2 separate regions of the Rattus norvegicus genome follow, and region 1 is linked to region 2. A link is a contact called in public HiChIP or PLAC-seq data. All regions are on one chromosome and are shown on one strand. Each heading gives the region's core, a stretch centred on a gene start, on an enhancer-like site or on the middle of the called end of the contact. The rest is flanking DNA. Distances are from core to core; before and after follow the strand shown.

Region 1 (5,030 bases), core at 2,090-4,589, 490 kb after region 2:
ACCACGTCTAGATTTTTCAGGTTAAAAAAAGTTTTAATTCACAATAAATGTTCACAGCACCTTTATTAATAACCCCAAATCAGTGACAACCCAAATATTCATAATTAATTAAATGAATATAACAGCAGTAAATTATCATGCTACTTCACAAAAAACGGAAATAAGCTAGTTTTACACACACACACACACACACACACACACACAAACACACACACAAACACAAATGGTCTTCAAAAACATGATGCTGGGAAATGAAAGATACAAAAGAAATAATTACATTTATATGAAACAGTAGGCAAAGGGAAACCAATGTAATGATGTAAGAAAGATGTAGTTTCCCGGGGCTCAGGGTCAAAGTCTGGTTGACCTCAAAAGAACATAAGTTTTCAAAGAAATGAAAATACTACCCTCACTGTGTTATATATTCTGCATATCTATATATACATAATGGCATAAAAGTGTGCTTTTCTGAGAACACAGTAAGAAGCACATCTTAAGTACATTTCAGCAATTAGAACTCACTCTCTAATTTTAAAAAGTTGATTTTTAAAAAGATAGTCTCTTTTAAGGAACCAGTATATAAAAACTACTAGTAACACCCAAATAGAACCACATATAAAGTTGAAAAGATGTCAGAAAGAAAGAAAGAAAGAGAGAGAGAGAGAGAAAGAAAGAAAGAAAGAGAGAAAGAAAGAAAGAAAGAAAGAAAGAAAGAAAGAAAGAAAGGAAGAAAGAGAGAGAAAAAAAAAGAAAGACCTTAACCTCCAATACCTTTTTGAAGCAACAGGAGGCAGTGAGGCGGTGCACAGGTCAGGTGCTTGCCACAAAGCCTGACAATATGCAACCTGCAGAAACCCAGACAGAAGAATCAACTCCCACACACTGTCCTCTCATCACCATGAGCATGCTGTAGCAACACACATGTGCACACACACACTCGCTAAATGTTTTTAAAAATGAAAACAATAACATCATCTTGGCAAGCTAAAAATAGGACATATTTTTAACTTTTAATATTGACTATTAGAAAGCTTTGTGAAAAATCGTATTTAATGCCAGCCAGCCTCAGAGGCATTCACCTTAAAGAAAACTAACATATTTTAACTATTAGCCCTACAATTCAACAATATGTAGCACGTAATGGACAATGCAGTGAACAGAATGTTATAAAAACTGGAAAGGAAACAAAAAAATACTTTCATATAATTGTCAACTAAACAAAAATATTAGCTCCATGAAAAAAAAAACGGGGGGGGGGGGGGGGACGGAAAGCTGTTTTTATTGCCAGAGACAGGAAATAAAAGTTAAAGTTTTCATCTACTACAGCAATACAACCATAAAGGAGCTGGAAATATTGAAAAGGAATGCCATTATACATTTCATATGTGAAATATGAAAAGATGGTGAGGTTTTTGGAGGGCCTTAAGACTATAAAACAGTTCTAAGAACTTATTCGTAACATTATTCAAAATAGGGTTTTTAAATTTTAACTCATAAGTGGTCTGAAGATGACCTAGAAGAAACACTCAGGAAACAGTCAAAATATCTTTCAAAAGAGTAATGAGGGTTAGACAGCTATCAAGTTTAAATACTCATACCCTTTACCTCTGAACCTCTACTTCTATGGTCTGTGCTCCAGAAGGATCAGTTTTTCCCCTTATTAAAACACTGTCTGAGTCTTGGGATGGAGGCAATATATTCGAAGGGAAAGTGGGAGTTGCTCTTTTTACATCACAGTCTTCCACACCGTGAAATGCTCTACAATAAAGGATTTAAAGCTTACAATTCAGCATCAATGAATGAGTTAGTTACCTTTATATAAAGCGTAACTTTCAACAGCAATCATTCAAACGGCTTCCAGGAGGAATATTTAATTGAAGTTCATCAAGTTAAAGACATAGGATGTACCCTTAGAAAAAGCATTAGGGCAGCCTACATAAAACAAGGGACTATGTCCAAGATACCTGATTGGAAGAAACCAGCTCTGCACACACGTGCTCAGTAAAACCCTTACTCCCACTCCTGAAGCAGACAACTCTGCATGTACACGTAACGTGTCTTTAAAGATGCATTTGTGAACGCACTTTGAAAGGCGACCACCAAGCCTAAATACTAGTGGGGCACTTAAGGAGGTATTCACATATTAGTGTTTACTTAGTACTGCTTTCTTTATTTATACTGTTGAATTTTACACCGAGGGGTGCACGTCTGTAATAGAAGAATAAAGTTATTCCACATAAAAACGACATGAAATCCAGAAGACAATCACAAACATGTCACGTTTATTTCTGTTATTTTTAATGTCCCTTCACATAGTCATCCAATGACCTGTTAGTCTTCGGCAAAGATGACTGCCATCTTAAAAGAATTATAAGCAACTACTTCGTGATTAAAAATAGAGCAAGGCCTCTTTAAAAAAAGAGAGAATCTCGTATACTTGACAGAACGAGGAGCCTCAAAGCAGTTGTCTATGTAGACATACGATTTTTTAAATTATTATTATTATTATTATTATTATTATTATTATTATTATTTCTAACAACTGATGAGGGCAACCTCCAGGTTCTTCATCCATCAGAAGCTGTTTACCTTTTCTTCAAGTTGGTCTGGGCAGCTTTCAACTCACCATTTTGAATGTGCGCAAAACATGATTAACCGGGAGGCATCTTGGGGTGGGGGTGGGGTGGGGGTGGAGTGGGGGCGGGGAGTGGGGGCCAGCCCTGAAGGTGCCTCTGACCGGCTTGCTCAGGCCTAACGCTGAATGAGAAGGAGCTAGGTTACTGGCCCTGCCTGACAGGGTGCCTGGGCCTCGGTGACAATCGGGAAGGACGCAAATACGGGGGGCAGGGGTGGAAGGCGTGCCGTACCCGGCAGGGGCCCCGCAGGCCTAGTGCGCCACGGTCCTCCCCGGCGGGCCTGAGGGTGGGCGGCACTGCCGGGCCGCGAGGGGCAAGCCACCGGGTCCTTGGCCGGGGTACCAAGGACGGCAGACGGCTGGCGGGAGCGAGCGGGCGGCGGGCGCGGCGGCTCGGGCTAGAGCGCGGCTCCGGGTGGGCTGGACGAGGCCCCGGAGGCCAGAGGCCTCTCAGTCGCCAACCCCACCCACCATGGCCGGCTGCGGCCCGACCGGTTCCTCGGTGGACCCCCGAAGCCGAGGCGCCGGGGCAGCGGCTCCCTCACCCAGATCCCCTCTGACATGGAGAGAGAAAAAAAATCCCCTCACCGAGATGTGCAGCGGCTCCAGAGCGAGAACAGCGCTCGATCCTCCACCCGCCACCACCGCCTTCTTCTCCGCCTCCGACTCCTCCCCCGCCGAACGCGCAGCGGCTGCAGCGGCGGCGGCGGCGGCGGAAGCAGAGGCGGTGGCGGCGGCGGCGCGTCCCGCCCCTTGCGCCGCGAAGGAGGCGGAGGAAGTGAGAGCCTCAGCCCCGCCCTCTCGGAGCGCAGCCAATAGACTTCACGGCCCTCTGCAGGGGAAAGGTACGTATCCAATCGCTGTCCGAGAAGTAGGTTTACGTCATGGTTGGACGTGGCAGAAAAAGGGAAAATAACTCGGGCTGTCTCTCTGCTTGGCTCCGCAGGCTCCCTCCCAGGCCCTTCGCGGATTGGCCGAGGAGCGGGGAGACGCGCTCGGCCCCGCCCTCTGTCCGGCCCTGCGTCCGCCCCTGCAGCACTGCGACGTTTGGGCGGGGGCGGGGCGCGGAGGCCCGAGCGGCTGTCAGACCTTTTGTGGTTTGGCTGGGAGAAAAGGGCGGGGTCTCCTGTAGGGAAGGGGGTGTGGAGAGCAGAGCGCAGGACTGGCGCAGTTACTTTCCCGCAGCCCCCCGCAAAATGGAGGTGCTAGGTTCGTTCCCAAGGCAGTGAGAAGCTACGCAATATCTGCAATTTAAATGCAAGAAAAGAAAACCCCCAAACCAGTTGCAGTTCCGATAGCAACGGGGAAAGAAACGTACCGGAGGAAGAGCTCGTTTGCTCTCGATTCTCCCTGGTGTGTAGTTCCCGCCCGCCACTGGTCAGACCTTCACCCTGCTCTCTGGTTCTGTTTGGATGGGGGAGCTATAGGTGAGATGGAGATTTTGCCCGACCAAAGTTTAGCAGCTGACAGCTAAGCTGTATCGAGTGTCAGGCTGAGAGGTAACAGCTCTCGTCGCTTGCAACCAAAATAAATACAACAGCTGGAGTCCCTGGACACCTTGCTTAATTTAACCCAGTCACAGTTTAGGTTCGTTATGTCAGTGATGCACATGTCCTCTTTTCTCATCCTGAAGCCGTCCTGCTTCTCTGATTACAGTCCTGTTCTCTTCTCTTACTCCCCGCCCCCACCCGCAGCTCCAGCACCTAGAGCCCAAAAGCTCAAGATATATTTATCACGTTGCCCCCCCTCCCTGAATTAAGAGCCTCACTTCTTGTGATGTCCTTTAACTGTAAAGTCCACCAGTGAACTGGAACTACCTTTTCTATCATTGATGTAAAGAAAGTATTCAAAATTTCCCATACAATACTAGCCTACGAAAATTTGCTCGACATTTGTGAAGCCAAGTTTAATTCCCAGAATACCCCTTAGCATACATTGTACAATAACAACAACAACAACAACAACAGCAACAACTCTGTCTTTTAGGTAAACACCTCTCTTGAAAGAGAAAGTATATTTTAATTACTTTCCTCTAATTTTTCTTTAGAGTCTTGAAGATTGGTCCAGTTGACCGCACTAACAGGTTGGCAGGCACAGGATTTTTCAAATTTCATTCATTTTCATACCCTGTCTGTGAATCATGTATTCTGTGGAATGAACTACACTCCAGAATGGAGGGCAAATCTGTGAGAGATTTTTCTGGTTGGTTTGATGTGGGTAAATCCACTTCTAGTCTGGATCTTTGAGCTGGCAAGACATACTTCTGATTGGATTTTGAGGTGGGAAGACACAAGCTTTTGATCCAGATATTGAGGTAGACAGAAAGTCACACCTTAAATCCAGTTCTTGAAGCAGGAAGACATGCGCCTTTAATCTTGGCCACACCTTCTACTGG
Region 2 (4,496 bases), core at 1,653-4,152:
AAGTCCAAATGACAAACATTTTGAACTTCATCCAAACGTGACCTGTACTGGAAGTATTCATTTAAGCAAACAGTCTTCAGAATCGATGAGGTTCTAATCTGTGAACACAGACTGCGTAGCACACACCGGATACAGATACATGCCATTTCTGTTCTGTTTCCCTCACCATTATACATCTGCCTCACCAGTGGTGTGTGCACATGGTTTGAGAAAGAGAACAGTTACAAATGAAAGGAACTGGCTGAGAGGAGAGGAGAGGAGAGGAGAGGAGAGGAGAGGAGAGGAGAGGAGAGGAGAGGAGAGGAGAGGCAGAGATTACAGATTTTGGGCTCCCTGAACTAAGTTGGCACACAGCCGAGATTCCTCAAGCCTATGAGAAAACTTTACAAGAAAACAAGAGAGGGAGAAAGATAGGGTGAGGAATGATACTAACCAAAAAAGAAAGAATTAAAAATATCTATTTAAACCAATTGGCTAGTTTTGATATTTGTATTATAGTCTTCCCCCCCCCCCCCCAGGAAAGTTACTATATAGACTTGGTATTCAATCTGTATGGGTTATACACTGAAGACTTGTTTGCTTACAGATGGGTAATACTTGGCATTTTACAAATCATGGCATTCCTGGTGCAGATCTAAATTTTAATTTTAATGGAAGACAACAGATCTATTAAATCATTTGTTAGTAACTGGATTACCTAGGCAGGAAATTATTTTCCTCATTCCCCTGTACTGTCTCACACAAGATACAAGGAAATTGGCTCAGAATTTTCGGAAGTGGAAAAGAAATCTGTTAATTGTGTTCCATTGTAAAGTGATACTTAGAGGGGATAAAACAATAAAGTTAGGTGTGTTATTACTCCCCTCCCAGTGACCAATGTTTTAACTGCAAAGTTGCATTTCATAGCATGACTTGATATGTGACATATGGTGGACACCTTATGTTTCTTGAATGACTAAGTGGGAATAGAATGATAATAATTATTCAAACCACTTAATACAAGCACAAACATTTATTTATTTCACTCACATTGTATGTATTGATGCATATAACACTGCTTATAGAAAAGTAACTTGCATTTGAGAGACTGTTTATGCAAGTAACTACAGAACTCTAAAATACAAAAAAAATATCATTTTTGATTCTATTAAAAATGAGGTTTGGAGTTCCTTGATAAGGTAATGTTAGAGAAGTCAGGCATCTTTATTGTTAAATAGACATTAAAATAGAATGCACAGACATTACCAGAGACTGCAAAGACATGAATTCCACCCTTTTCTGTAGATGAGCAGATACAACTGTATTTAGATTTTCATATTGAACAACTAGTCCTCAGGTGAGAGAACTTGGCTCTGTTTATCACATCTGTGGTAGACTTGCTTGGGTGGCCAACAGAGTTAGCTACTATATTTTAAGAGAAAACACGATCCTTAGGCCTGAGGTAGTTCTAGAATTTCACAGAAACTGGGAGATAAGGTGGCTATTTCCTCTACTATCCGTGAACTTTGAAAGATACTGGTTCCCAGGTTTGTTAGCGCCTTCCCATAGCCTTGCAGAGGTTCAACTAGGGTTTCAAATGCTCTAACAATGATTCACAACTCCTGCGCATTCCAAGTTCTTGAGAAAGATATTCCTGGACCATAAATCTGACAAGAGTACTTAATAATTGTTTTCTGAGAAACAGAAGGGGAGAGAACCTCATCAATTTTCAACAGTAAGACATTTGTGTGTCCTTAAAGTATGTTTTGGTTTCTTGGGCTTTGAAACTGACTTAAGTGAATAACCACTTAGAATTTTTAAAAAAAAGTATTAATCCTTCTTTGGATCTAATCTAACTCAAAGGTTTTAAGGGTGGGAATGAAAATGGAGTTGTTAGTCTTGTTGTAGGCGACTGAATGTGAATGTGGCTGAGCTCACGTACAAGACACAATGGCTTAAAAAGCGCGCTACAGCCATACGGGAGTGACCTCCCTGACGACTAACACCTATCACAGAGCTCCAGATCACCTACTAAGGTCTGTTCGGGTCCACCTTACTCATTTTGTACCCAACTGGCAAGAAGCGCTTCGGAAAAAACAGCCCTCACTGGAAGAGCAAATCAGTTTGGCTCCTCGCTTTCTAGACTTTCCTAGAGGTAAGTACTTTCGAGGGGACCGCTCTCAGGACTCGCGGCACACTTTACAGAGCATCCTCCTGTTTCCAGAGGGTGGCAGATCCTTAGCGCCTGACGCTGCGGGGCCCAGGGGCGGGCGAGGCAGTTCTGAGATCGCCGCAGAAACGCAAAGCCCATTTAAAGGAACCCACGTTACAGCACACGCCAGCAGAGCGCGGGAAGGTAGAGTCCGCTGCACAGCCTGCTCGGGGTGGGGAGGAGAGCCAGCGCTCGCAGTCCCCCGCGGGCGCTCCACGTTTCGTCACGCCTCCTTTCCGGCCCAGCCGCGGGGCTGACCCTTCTGGGCGGCCTCAGCTTATCACCCGGACAAGCCATTTCCCGGCTTCGGCCCCGCAGTTTCCTGTCAGGCCCCCTTTAGTCCCCGCACCCATCTCACCGCGCAGGCCGACGGCCAAGTTCGGAGAAGCGTGATCCTCTAGGAACGAGACCTCTAAGAGCTGGCTTCAACCGGGACCAGCCCGCAGGGAGGCGGCCACGGCCCACGCCTCCTCAGGCCCGCAACTCCAGCCCCCGCCCACCCGCTAAGCTCCGCCCCTCGCGGGTCCGGGCCAATGGGCCGCGCCCGCCTCCTGGGAGGTATTAGAAGAGGGGGGTTGGGGCCGGCGGCAGCGCCCGCCCTCCGCTCATGTTCATTGGCTGAGCTCTCCGGGTGCCCGGAGACCGGAGTGTAGCGGGATTGGCCGTCGGGACTCGCGACGGCGGCGTCTATTGGCTGAAGCAGTCCCCGTGACGCCGGGTGGCGACTGGCTCCCGGGTCTGAGGGGCTCCTGCTTGTCAGGTTCTAGGTAGGTGCGTTTCACGCCGCCGTCCGTAGGCACTGTTGCCCGGGGCAACGCCCCTGGAGGTGGGAAGGAGGCCGGAAGGCGAGCGCAGCGCGGGGGCAACCGTCTCCGCCCGTAGGGGGGCGCCGGGCTTTGGCCCAGCGGGCGCGGGCTGCGCGGAGGCTCTTCCTCCGCCCTCAGCTAGCTCTGTCCCCACCCGAGGCTGCAGGGTCACTCGCCCCATCCTGCCCGCCTCGGAACGTTCGGGGTTGGGCTTGGGTCCCGCTGCTCACCCGGCCCGCCAGGTCCGCCCCTCCCACCCGCCGGGACCCGGAGGCTGAGGGGGCGGTGCCGGCCGTGGCGGGCGCCTGGCCCCGCCCCGTCGCGGGTCTTCGGGGCGTGGGGCGGGGTTGGGGGCTGCTGCGCTGGGAGCCCGCTCCCCTTTCCTTCTTGAGCTCCTCGGCCGCGCACCCATGGTGCCCACGCCCCTTCGGGTCTCCTCACCCGTCGCCGCCCTCTCTTGGGGCACCCAGCTCTGGGTGTTCCCGTAGCCCCTTTCCATCAGGACCCGCTAACCCTGTGTCGCCTTGCCTTCAGCTTCAAGTCCCATTGCTTCTCTGGTTCAGGGCAGCCTTTTAGGAATCTGGTCCACAGAGACTTCTGGAGGCATCTGGACTTGTCAGAGGCGATTTTTGCCCTAAGGACTTTTTTGGGGTCTGAGGTATTTGGAGGCACTTCTGTGTCTTCCTTGGACTCCTCTTAGGACCAGCTCTCCGAAAGGAGTTCATTGTAATTAGTTTTGGTAAGGGCTAGGGCGCCTTCCATCCATTAAGTTTCCATGAGGCGGTCGATTTGAACTCTGTACATTTGTGATTTTCTTGGGAATAACATTGCAATCTCAATTTCTTAGGGCAGACTTTCGTTTCCATTAATCTTATGATGTAAGAGCAATGAAGCTTTTGATGCTTTGACTTCCGAAGAAGCTGTGTATATTTACCGTGGTCTCACTATCGCTCTAACATATGCTACTCTTGTACAGGAGTTTTCAGGCACCTTAAGAAGAAAACTTCAACCTGAAGTCACACAACAGTATATAAAAGTCTGATGTAAAAGAATCTGGAGATAAGGCCAATGCTATTTTAGTGGTTAACGTCTAAAAAATACTCTGCCAATCCATCTGTGAAATGAGAACAGGCTTAAAGAAAAAGTATTGCAAAATACATAGTGCGGTGTAGGGACTATTTGTATACTCGCCCGTGTAAGCTTTATAGGGGCCCGTGGAAGTGCCAGAGGATGTAAAAGGTTGAGTGTCCCTTTTACAGCCAAGAAGATTTTCCGATAGCCCCAGAGTTGAGGGCTTTCAAAGGTCCTGGGGATGTTGTAAGACGGTACATAGGCATTCTTGGAAACACTTTCGGTTCTCTTCCTTAAAAGACCTTTGGCGTGGATCTGTTTCTTTTCTGCATTGACAGTATTAATACACACTGGCTAAGATGATGTAGTGTCCTGTTAATGCAGCTTCTGCTCAGCTTCAAAGGTTGAAGTCATTAGTGTGGGAGAAG

Evidence for each region. HiChIP or PLAC-seq counts read pairs in DNA pulled down with a chosen protein or histone mark.
Region 1: a contact with region 2 is called in an H3K27ac HiChIP or PLAC-seq map of oligodendrocytes, with 13 times the contacts expected there. The contact joins the promoter of Pja2 here to the promoter of Fer in region 2. A contact is called at or near these places in 1 of 12 Hi-C or Micro-C datasets (frontal cortex) and 1 of 1 datasets of contacts at active chromatin or transcription factors (oligodendrocytes).

Annotation. Positions count from the first base shown.
Region 1 is chr9:111,450,364-111,455,393 of GRCr8, forward strand. It overlaps Pja2 (praja ring finger ubiquitin ligase 2), which reads right to left and starts at 3,340. Exons shown (of 10, transcript NM_138896.2): 1 at 3,224-3,340.
Region 2 is chr9:110,964,561-110,969,056 of GRCr8, forward strand. Fer (FER tyrosine kinase) reads left to right here and starts at 2,903. Exons shown (of 19, transcript NM_001395758.1): 1 at 2,903-2,958.